2 separate regions of the Mus musculus genome follow, and region 2 is linked to region 1. A link is a contact called in public HiChIP or PLAC-seq data. All regions are on one chromosome and are shown on one strand. The core of a region is the stretch at or near the end of the contact, and the rest is flanking DNA. Distances in the headings are between cores, read along the strand shown.

Evidence for each region. HiChIP or PLAC-seq counts read pairs in DNA pulled down with a chosen protein or histone mark.
Region 2: a contact with region 1 is called in an H3K4me3 HiChIP or PLAC-seq map of the SCID.adh cell line, with 9 read pairs. The contact joins two enhancer-like sites. A contact is called at or near these places in 2 of 484 Hi-C or Micro-C datasets (cranial neural crest and muscle stem cells) and 18 of 115 datasets of contacts at active chromatin or transcription factors (the SCID.adh cell line, bone marrow-derived macrophages, craniofacial prominence and 13 more).

Annotation. Positions count from the first base shown.
Region 1 is chr9:68,991,794-68,996,138 of GRCm38.p6, reverse strand. The region is part of intron 1 of Rora (RAR-related orphan receptor alpha); the gene reads right to left. Among named protein-coding and RNA genes, the nearest start is that of Gm31262, 170 kb to the right of the region's middle. Within about 2 kb of position 1,893, at least 4 of the 459 cell types and tissues checked have an H3K27ac peak or open chromatin away from gene starts, as enhancers often do. A contact at or near this core is called in the SCID.adh cell line, where this site is marked.
Region 2 is chr9:69,299,247-69,303,591 of GRCm38.p6, reverse strand. The region is part of intron 2 of Rora (RAR-related orphan receptor alpha); the gene reads right to left. Gm46153 (a long non-coding RNA gene) reads left to right here. Exons shown (of 2, transcript XR_001779364.2): 2 at 2,937-3,172. Among named protein-coding and RNA genes, the nearest start is that of Gm46153, 4.2 kb to the left of the region's middle. Within about 2 kb of position 2,016, at least 66 of the 459 cell types and tissues checked have an H3K27ac peak or open chromatin away from gene starts, as enhancers often do. A contact at or near this core is called in the SCID.adh cell line, where this site is marked.

The sequences.
Region 1 (4,345 bases), core at 644-3,143:
ATCTTCTAAAGAGAGGAATAACTGGGTATGAATGAAATTGAATGAAAACACCAAAGGTTACTGTAAAAAATCATGAACGCACTCCAGGGTTGAAAACTCCACCAGCCGTTGGAGACGGCCTTCTCTGAGTTCCTGGTGCTTGCTACTTCAGAAGCATAAGTAAAATAAATAAAGAAAAAGCCAGCAGCCAGAGTAATAAAGGCAGCATTCACTTTTATGCTACAGAATTATGTCTGAATGTAGCCATGATTTCTTCTCTTTGCAGATAATGGTAAAATTGCCTAAATCATACACCAGCCGTGCTCTAATGAGATATGATTTGTATTCATTTCTATTCAAGGAAAACGAAACGTGTCAAACACCCCACTTCAAACATCTTTTCCTAGTACACACACGTTGAAAACACACACACTAAAGCTGAAGTGAGTTTGGGCTGGGGAAGAATCAAGTGGGTGGAAGGCTATGTTAAATGAATAGACTTTTCTAATGTGAAGGGAATGGAGTTAATTCCCCCTTGCTGGGCTCTTAGGTAAATGCTGTAGACACCTTGTCACCTTGTGGGTGGCTGCTGTGACTCAGAGCTCAGAGCCCAGACATATGTTCCAACCCCCTCGGTGTGTCAGGGATCTGTTGGTCATCTGGTCACTAAGTCAAGACCTTCCCTGAAGTCAGACTGTTTCCGGAACTGGCGCTTGCATTACTTTCTCCACGATGTTGCAGCTTTCTGCTGATGTTCACCCTCTGTCTGTGAACTTAAACCCCCAAAGACAGGGACTCAGCGGAGGTCATGTTACCATGGTGACCTACTGTGCTCAGTTTTCCCTATGGAGTAACTTGTATCCAGAGATCATGCCCTTTCCCTAAGTCAGCAGATTGGCTCGAAGAATATTCCACTGCATAGCTCTCCCACCAGGTACCCCTGCTTTGTATTTGTTTCTACAATCATTATTTCTCAGTGTATGAATTTAAACTCCAGACCCATCGATGGAGTGTCTGCATGCAGGCATAATGCATGCAGTGCCTCCTATGGGTTTGAGGCTAAGACATCAATGGCCCAGTAGCTCTTGGAGTCATTCCACTGGTCTTCACCTTCTTAGCTTCCCAATGCCTCAATAGAGGCCCAGTTTTGATGTGACAGGCTCAAGTTGTGTCCATGTGTAAGAAGTGTATACTTCATCTCCATAAAACTAGAGCCTCAAACGATTGCATGCGTCTCTGCAGGGAGGCAGTTAAGTTCCCTGATCAAGAACAAGGGTCCTGGGGCCCACACTGCTCTGGTCAATGTTGTTTTGCTAGTCACTAGTAAGGTGGCCTTGGGAAGCCCTGCCACCCCACATTTCAGAACCCCAGCTCCTTCTTCAGTAGAATAGAAATGATTGTAGTAGTGTGTGCATTATGGAGTTGTTGGGAAGCGTGTGAGTTTTAGGACACCCCCAGGAGCACAGCAAATGTTTGGAAATGTTAGAGGCTGCTGCTGTTTGGAGAAGGAAAAGCAAGAGACCACAAAGGACAACTAAACTGTAGACACAACCAGTGCAGGCTCCCCTTCTTATACCACTGTGACACTTACCATGATTTCAAACCTTCTCCCTCCCCAAACACCTAAAACAGGTTTTGCGATTGTTCTTTTTGCACAAGATGAATGTCCCCTTAAAAGGGACATGAGGCAATACGGGTGATCTTCAGATGTGATCCTGGCAGTAGGATCAGTTTCAGATATGCTGGCAGAACGGGGGTTTGCGTTAGTGATCTAGAAACCCCTTTCTATTAAAAGGACAACTTTACTGTCTGTTTTGAAAGAAGGCAAGCCCCAGCCTTCCCTCTCTATGTGCCCCTTCAAAACATTCCTTCTCAAAGCGTGCACAAAGGCTGACTCCTCTGCAGGCATGGCAGCTGGGGTGCTAGAGGGTGACATGTGAGTGTGTTTGAAGACATGATCTACCCTTCTCCTCTTCCCCGTGAGGCAGTTGCACCCAGAATCACTTTTAGAAGAAGATATAAAAAGGATTTAATCTCTTCCTTCAGACCAACCACAGCTTGGTTTATCCTCTGGTTCCTTAGATACTTTTGAGACCCCACTAAGCTCCAACCCCACTGAGTTTCAAGTCTCTGAATGTCCTTCCCCCTGCCAGCTTCCCCTTGGCACTGGATTGTCACTGTGTCCTTCACTGGGCCACCCTCTGTCCTGGTTTCTAAGCAGGGATCTGAGTTGTTTGTGTAAGTTACAAAACGAGTCATTGAATCTTAGCAACTTCATTTGAACTAATCTAGTGTTAGCTCTTAGTTTCTGGGTTTGCTGTAGGTTGGCTCAACACTCTGGCAAAGTAGATAGGGTATGGAGAGTGTATGGAGCATGCACGCACGAGAGTGCACACACACACACACACACACACACACGCACACACACATGCACATACACACCCCAAATTGTGTGACTTTTATAAATTTTGAAGTTAGGAAATAGAAAGATAAAATGGGTCAGATATAGGTTTGTCCATGGGGCTGAGTTTTCATTTTCTTAGGGTTTTTTTGTTTTGTTTTGTTTTATTTTAATGTGAGGTTTTGTGGCTACCCCTTCCTGTCTTCCCAATGAGACCCTCAGACCTGTTCTCATGGCCTCCAAAGCTATATACCCACCCCTTCTGTAGTCCTGAGCCAGGGCTCACCCACCCACCACTGCTGGAGAGGTGGACTTCCCTAGAGATGACAGCTTGGCTCTTAAAGCCTTTTGTTTAAAATCAACTATGCTTTTTTGAAATACCCTCTGCGCCCATCAGAACACACATTGCTTTCACCCACTAAAACTCAGCCCCATCACATAGTAAGATAAGATGGGGCTCACTCTACTGGACTGGCAGTCTCGCATCTGAGTCATTCAAAACACAGCATAGCCACCCTGGCACTTCAGGCCATTGTTAACAGTCCCCCAGGCTTTCGTTTACCGCATAAACACCATAAAAAGAGAATGAAAAAGAAAGTGTTGGAAAAGAGGGTAACTCTTTCTCTGAACAACAGTTGCATTTAAAAACCACTCAAGAAGGAAATAACACATCAAGCTAGGGGGTCGCACACCAGAGGGAGTTAGCATTTGAAACTCTTTGTAAACTGTTCACCTGCTTCCTCTTGTTCGCCACAGGACAGATGAAAAAGAAAAAGGAAAAATATGTTTATTTTTTTTAAAAGGGAGCCCATTCAATAATTCATCACTTTATTGGCTTCCAACCAGACTATCTCAAAAGAAATGTAATTCTCTCCCCACCCACCACTTACAGACTCCTGACACTTAACTGTGGCGTTCAGCATTGTCTTTCTGTGTGTGTGTCCGGAACTATGCCCAGCGAGATGCCATGGACAGTAATCACAGGCGGTACCCTTTCCTGTCAGTCCCACCTCTACCGGCTCTCTGTGGCCATAGTGGTGTGGAGCAAGCCAGCAAACAGGACAAGACCAGTTTTGTTATAAACATCACCGTTTACCAGATGAGGAATTTTATTTGCAGCCTAGAAACAATGATTCTCAATCAGGGGCAATTTGTACCCCGTTTCCCACCACCCCAGAGTGGCAAGTATTTGAAGACATTTTGGATTGTTACAGTTAAAAGTGGGAAATGCCCCTCACCTTCGACAGGGATCAGTGAGAATAAGTAGCGTACCACACCTAATACAATCAGTCACAGCCAAGCGTTCTCTAGGAGAATACTAGAGCTGAATTTGGTTTAAAAGTAAAACCCAGCTGTAAACAGCTTCTAGGCCAAAGCACAAGGAGAAGAAGTTGTGACAGACTTTGCTTAGCAGCTGGCCAGGGGATAGCCCAGTATGGTAAGGGCTTGGCTGCTTCAAAGGTAGATGAAGCCCAAGATGGGAAAACGGCTTGTAAAGACACACACCTCCTACACATAATCCATGATCATTGTCATATGTAGATACTAACTGTTACTCCTGGTCCTGATATCTTCAATCCACTTTTTTTAACTTTACAACAAATGTATACTGCTTTTATAAGAGCACATAAGGAATTATATGTAAAACACAGCACTACTGAGCTTGCCAGTTGATATTTGTTAATACAAACGTATAGCTACAGTTCCATTGACTGGTAGGACAGAGATGGGCAAACGATGCAGGAGAAATCCTCCTAGAAAACATGCTAATAACATAAGTCAGTCCTTAAAATGTCCTACTTTCATCGCACTAACCTTGTAAGAAATTCAACCCGCAGAGTCAAAGTATGTCAAGGGTTTATGTACAAGAATATGAAATATTACTCACAGAAAAAATATACTAGCCTTCTGGTTTGTTTTCTATTGCTGTGATAAACATTATGACCAAAGGCAACTTGGGAAGGA
Region 2 (4,345 bases), core at 767-3,266, 310 kb before region 1:
GAGGTCCTGGCCATGGAAGCCCTGTGGACTCAGGGTGGACACCTAGAACCCTCAGTGGAAGGGGAGAGCTGATTCATGTACACCCACTGGTAGGGTATGGACACCACACACACACACACACACACACACACACACACACACACACACACACACTAGAAACAGAGAAAAAGAAATCTGTGCAGTTGGTTTCATTAGCGTTTTGTTGTTAAGAAAGGAAGCCACTATACCATGTTATTAAAAAATTATCAAACGATCATGAATTAAAATCCCCCCTCAAAATAAAACCAAAACCAAAAACACCCGAAGAGACTAGTTCGGCCCCTGCCTGCAATTCCTCCTTTAAACCTTTCACACCATGAGTACTTGGGGTGCATTCTTTAATCGGGTGTCCTAATTCAGCGTCATGCAAATGAATACCCCCCTAGAGAGGCCTTATTATAATTCCCAGCCCTTGATGTCGACATAATCCCTACAGTTCCCTAACTTCTTGCTTTCTAACTTCTGTTTACTGATCCGTTGCTTCTGCAGGCTCAGTATGGCATCAATTAGTAACACTGTGTGTTGATTAAGTTTCCCCAGAGCCCAGAGAAGGCTGCTTTGTATTTATTAATGACTGCACTGGGCACTACTTACTATTTTTCAATAGCATTTAAAAATGAGTAAATTACTGAAGCTCAACTATAAAAGAATCTCACATTTCAAAGGCAAGGGGGTGGGGGGAGAGAAAGAGCGTATCATTTCAAACCATCCCTAATACTTGCATGGCTGGTTTTATTTTCAATGTAATATTCAAGGGGTGTGTGTGTGTGTCTTCAGCTCCTGACTCTTGTTCTAAGCTCAGCATTTTGGAATATACATGACATGAGTTGGGGAACAGGGACATAGACCCGGTGATTAATTAAGAGCTGGTTTAACAGGTCTAAATTTCATTCTCTCTCTCTCTCTCTCTCTCTCTCACACACACACACACACACACACATACACACACCTGTTAAGTACCACATGTCTGATTCAGCAAGACTCCACCCACAAGGTTAATGAGAGAGTGAGAGAGAGAGAGAAGGAGAGGAGGAGGAGGAGGAGGAGGAGGAGGAGGAGGAGGAGGAGGAGGAGGAGGAGGAGGAGGAGAGAAGAGAGATTGCAAACCGAGGTCCCAAATTATGTTGTCAAGGGTAATTCACCAACCAACTACAAGCTCACCCAGTTTAAACTGTCCTATTTGGTGGGGGATTTCATGTGGCATATTAGGTGAAGTTTGAGATGCCCACCTTGGTACCGAGTTTGCTGCCTGAAGGAAGAGGATCCGATCTCTCCTGTGAGGAATCTTTCCTAAGTAAATGGCAAGTGGTAGGAGGGAAATTGGTTCTCATTTGCCCTGCCTTAGGAAGTGAGGAACTGCAAGCCACATCCCCCCACCCCCCACTCCCCTAAAGGATCTGGCCATGAGGTAAAGCATTCCTCCCTTTGTCTTAAGCTCCCCTTTGATGTGCAAGTCACTGGTGGAGTAAACCGTGATGACTTTGATGTTGAACTTGGAGACTTTATTGTTACTAGCATGCCTATAAGGAGAGCCGCCAGTCACTTCTCACATCTGAACAACCATGTTCCTTTACAGCCCCTTTTTTACAAGCATCAAATCCTTAAATACATGTTTTCCCATTCCTGTTGATTACTATGCTATCTGTGGTGGGGGAGGGCTGTGCTCCAATGTAATTGCAGCACCCACGTTTTCTGTAAACACCCCGAGGCGAGGCATCGTCAGATGGCTGGTAACCAAACTCCCTCAACAAGAGAAGCTTAACTGCAAAACAAATTTCTAGCAAATAAAAACATCCCGAGAAACTCTCTGAGCCATTTTAGTAGTCAAAAGGAGGAGTTTGGTCAGTATTTCTCCTAAGCAACCATTTGAAACGACACAGAAACTGTAAAAGAGTTGGCGGCGGCGGCAGGGGCCTGCGGAGAGGCTGCCAAAAGTTTGAACCATCTTAACTCATTGTAACAACTTTGTTTCTCTGCAGTGGTGGAAACAGGAAACTTCTGTTAAGACGATTCTGCTGGATAGAAGCCTGGCTTTCCCTTTAAATTTCTACCCAACCAGAAACAGGCAATGTGCTCAGTCTTTAAAGGAGCTGTTGAAGATACAACTCTAATTTCACGTGCTGACTCCCATCAGATTTTTCTTTCCAAACTTTGTTTAATCACTTCTGGAAATGTCAAATATCATCCCCTCACCCCAACCCTCACTTACATCACAGGAAACTGGTGTCTAACAGACCCTTCTCCTTCGATCAACATTGTAATAAAACTCAAGTTCTTTTGGATTTCTGGCTTCAGATGAAGTAGGGACAGATCTCCATGTTTCCTTCTGGTTCTGTTTGCTGTTGTTGTTTTGTTTGTTTGTTTGTTTGTTTTTAAGCAGGTGGCCCAGGAGGCACAGCATTTCTGCCTGCTAATCACTGGGGAGAAATGGGGGGGTGTACTACATCTCTTAGGGATCTGGGGCTTTAGTGTGCCGTTGGGAATACAATCACGGTGGAATACAGTGGTTTAGGCTGTTTGGTGGTCTTCATTTTTCAGTTAATACCCCACTCCTAGGTTTCAACTCAACCATCAAAAATGGAAAAGGCTTTGGGCTAGAACTTGATAAAGCAGGGCTGTAATTTGCCAGAACTAAGTTTAGGCATATTTGTTAATATTAATGAAAGCCTTCTTGTTTTAAAATGTATTTAAATAGCTGGCATTAGTAATTACCTCTTTCTACCTTAGAATTTTCACTTCCAAAAGGAGCTGGTTAGCCGACTGAAGTATCTTAAGCAGTTATAGTTGGGGACAGGGAGTAAAGAAGTCAGCAGGCTTCTGTGTGCCTTTCCTACATCTTGAACGAGAGACCCCAGCCCACCTTTCAACTGTAACGGAAACATTTTTTTTTCTTATAGAAACATGAACTCTGGAAAAGACCTTGGCAGCTGTCAATCACAACCTTCTAATTTTACAAACAGGGCAAGAAGGCAAGCGAAGAAAACCTGCCAGTTACCATGCAGCAGATCCAGACTAGAGCCCATGCCTTCATCCGCTTCCCTCCACACGCAGGCTGGGGCTTTCCACTCCTCAACACCGTGTGGCAACTGGGGGCCCAGATGACTCATGCATCAAATAAAGGTGTTGAACTTAAGCGATTTCTCAATCAGAATCATCTATGCAGCTTACAATTTACCAGCACATGCGATCCACCAAGGCCATCAGACCAAAATCACCAGAATCTCAAATAGAACACGCACACACAAATACACATATATTGTTTAAAATTTGACTTTTAAGTACATGTCTGTGTGTGTGTGTGTGTGTGTGTGTGTGTGTGTGTGTGTATGTGTGTGGGGGGTATGTGCACATGAGTACAGGAGGCCAGTAGAGCGTGTTGGATTGGGTTGATTGGCCTGGCATGAGCACTGTGACTAAAACTCAGGTCCTCTGTAAGCAGTGTGAAGTTTTAAAAGCTCCAGCTCTCTAATCCCTAAGAGCCTGTATACCTTGAAAGTTCCATCCTGTCTAATATACTGACAATACTGGGTGCTGAGAGACCAGAGAGCCTCTGAGATCCGTTCTAGGCCTGCTGCAGGGCGTTTAGCAAGGTTTGGGGAAAGCCTGTGACTGAGCTCTCTTTTTGCTCATCCACCAAGCCATCCTACTTCTGTCAGACTGGTTGTGCTGCTGGAGTTACCTATATGAAGGCAGCTGGCATGTTTACTCAAACATTACCCACCACAGCATACACTCACCAAGGACACAGACTACATATGTCATGGTCACCACTGTCTGAGTAGCCCACAGCATTGAAGCTGCCCCAAGCAATGGGGTAGGTATATTGCACAACCACCTCCCAGGGCCAGAGTCAGTTGGAGTGTTGTCTGCCTCCACACCACTCAGAGTCCAACTTTACTGGCGTTTCCAGATGAAAACTCACTCTACACAAAAGGCAGGGTGTCTGGTTATTGGAATCAGAGACAGGGTGTCTGGTCATTTGGAGTAGGAGGTAGGATGTCTGGTCATTAACCCCACTCCCCCAGCTTGGCCACTGCAGACACACTGAGAGGATGCTTAGGCCGGAGAAAGGCCCTTTTGTTCATAGGAAGTGCTGAGGAAGAGCTTAGGAGTAGGGAATCTTTACTTTGTTGCTGAAAAAAATAACATTAAATTAAAAAAAAAAAGATAGAAAAGGTAACACAGGAAAGACATTGCTGTTTCCATTAGAGTTGGCTGGACTCTGTGGCCAACTCCCCCACCTGCTCTGGGAGATTCAGTTCCCACATACAGGTCTGGAGTCAATGTTGCAAACAGAGGCCAGAAC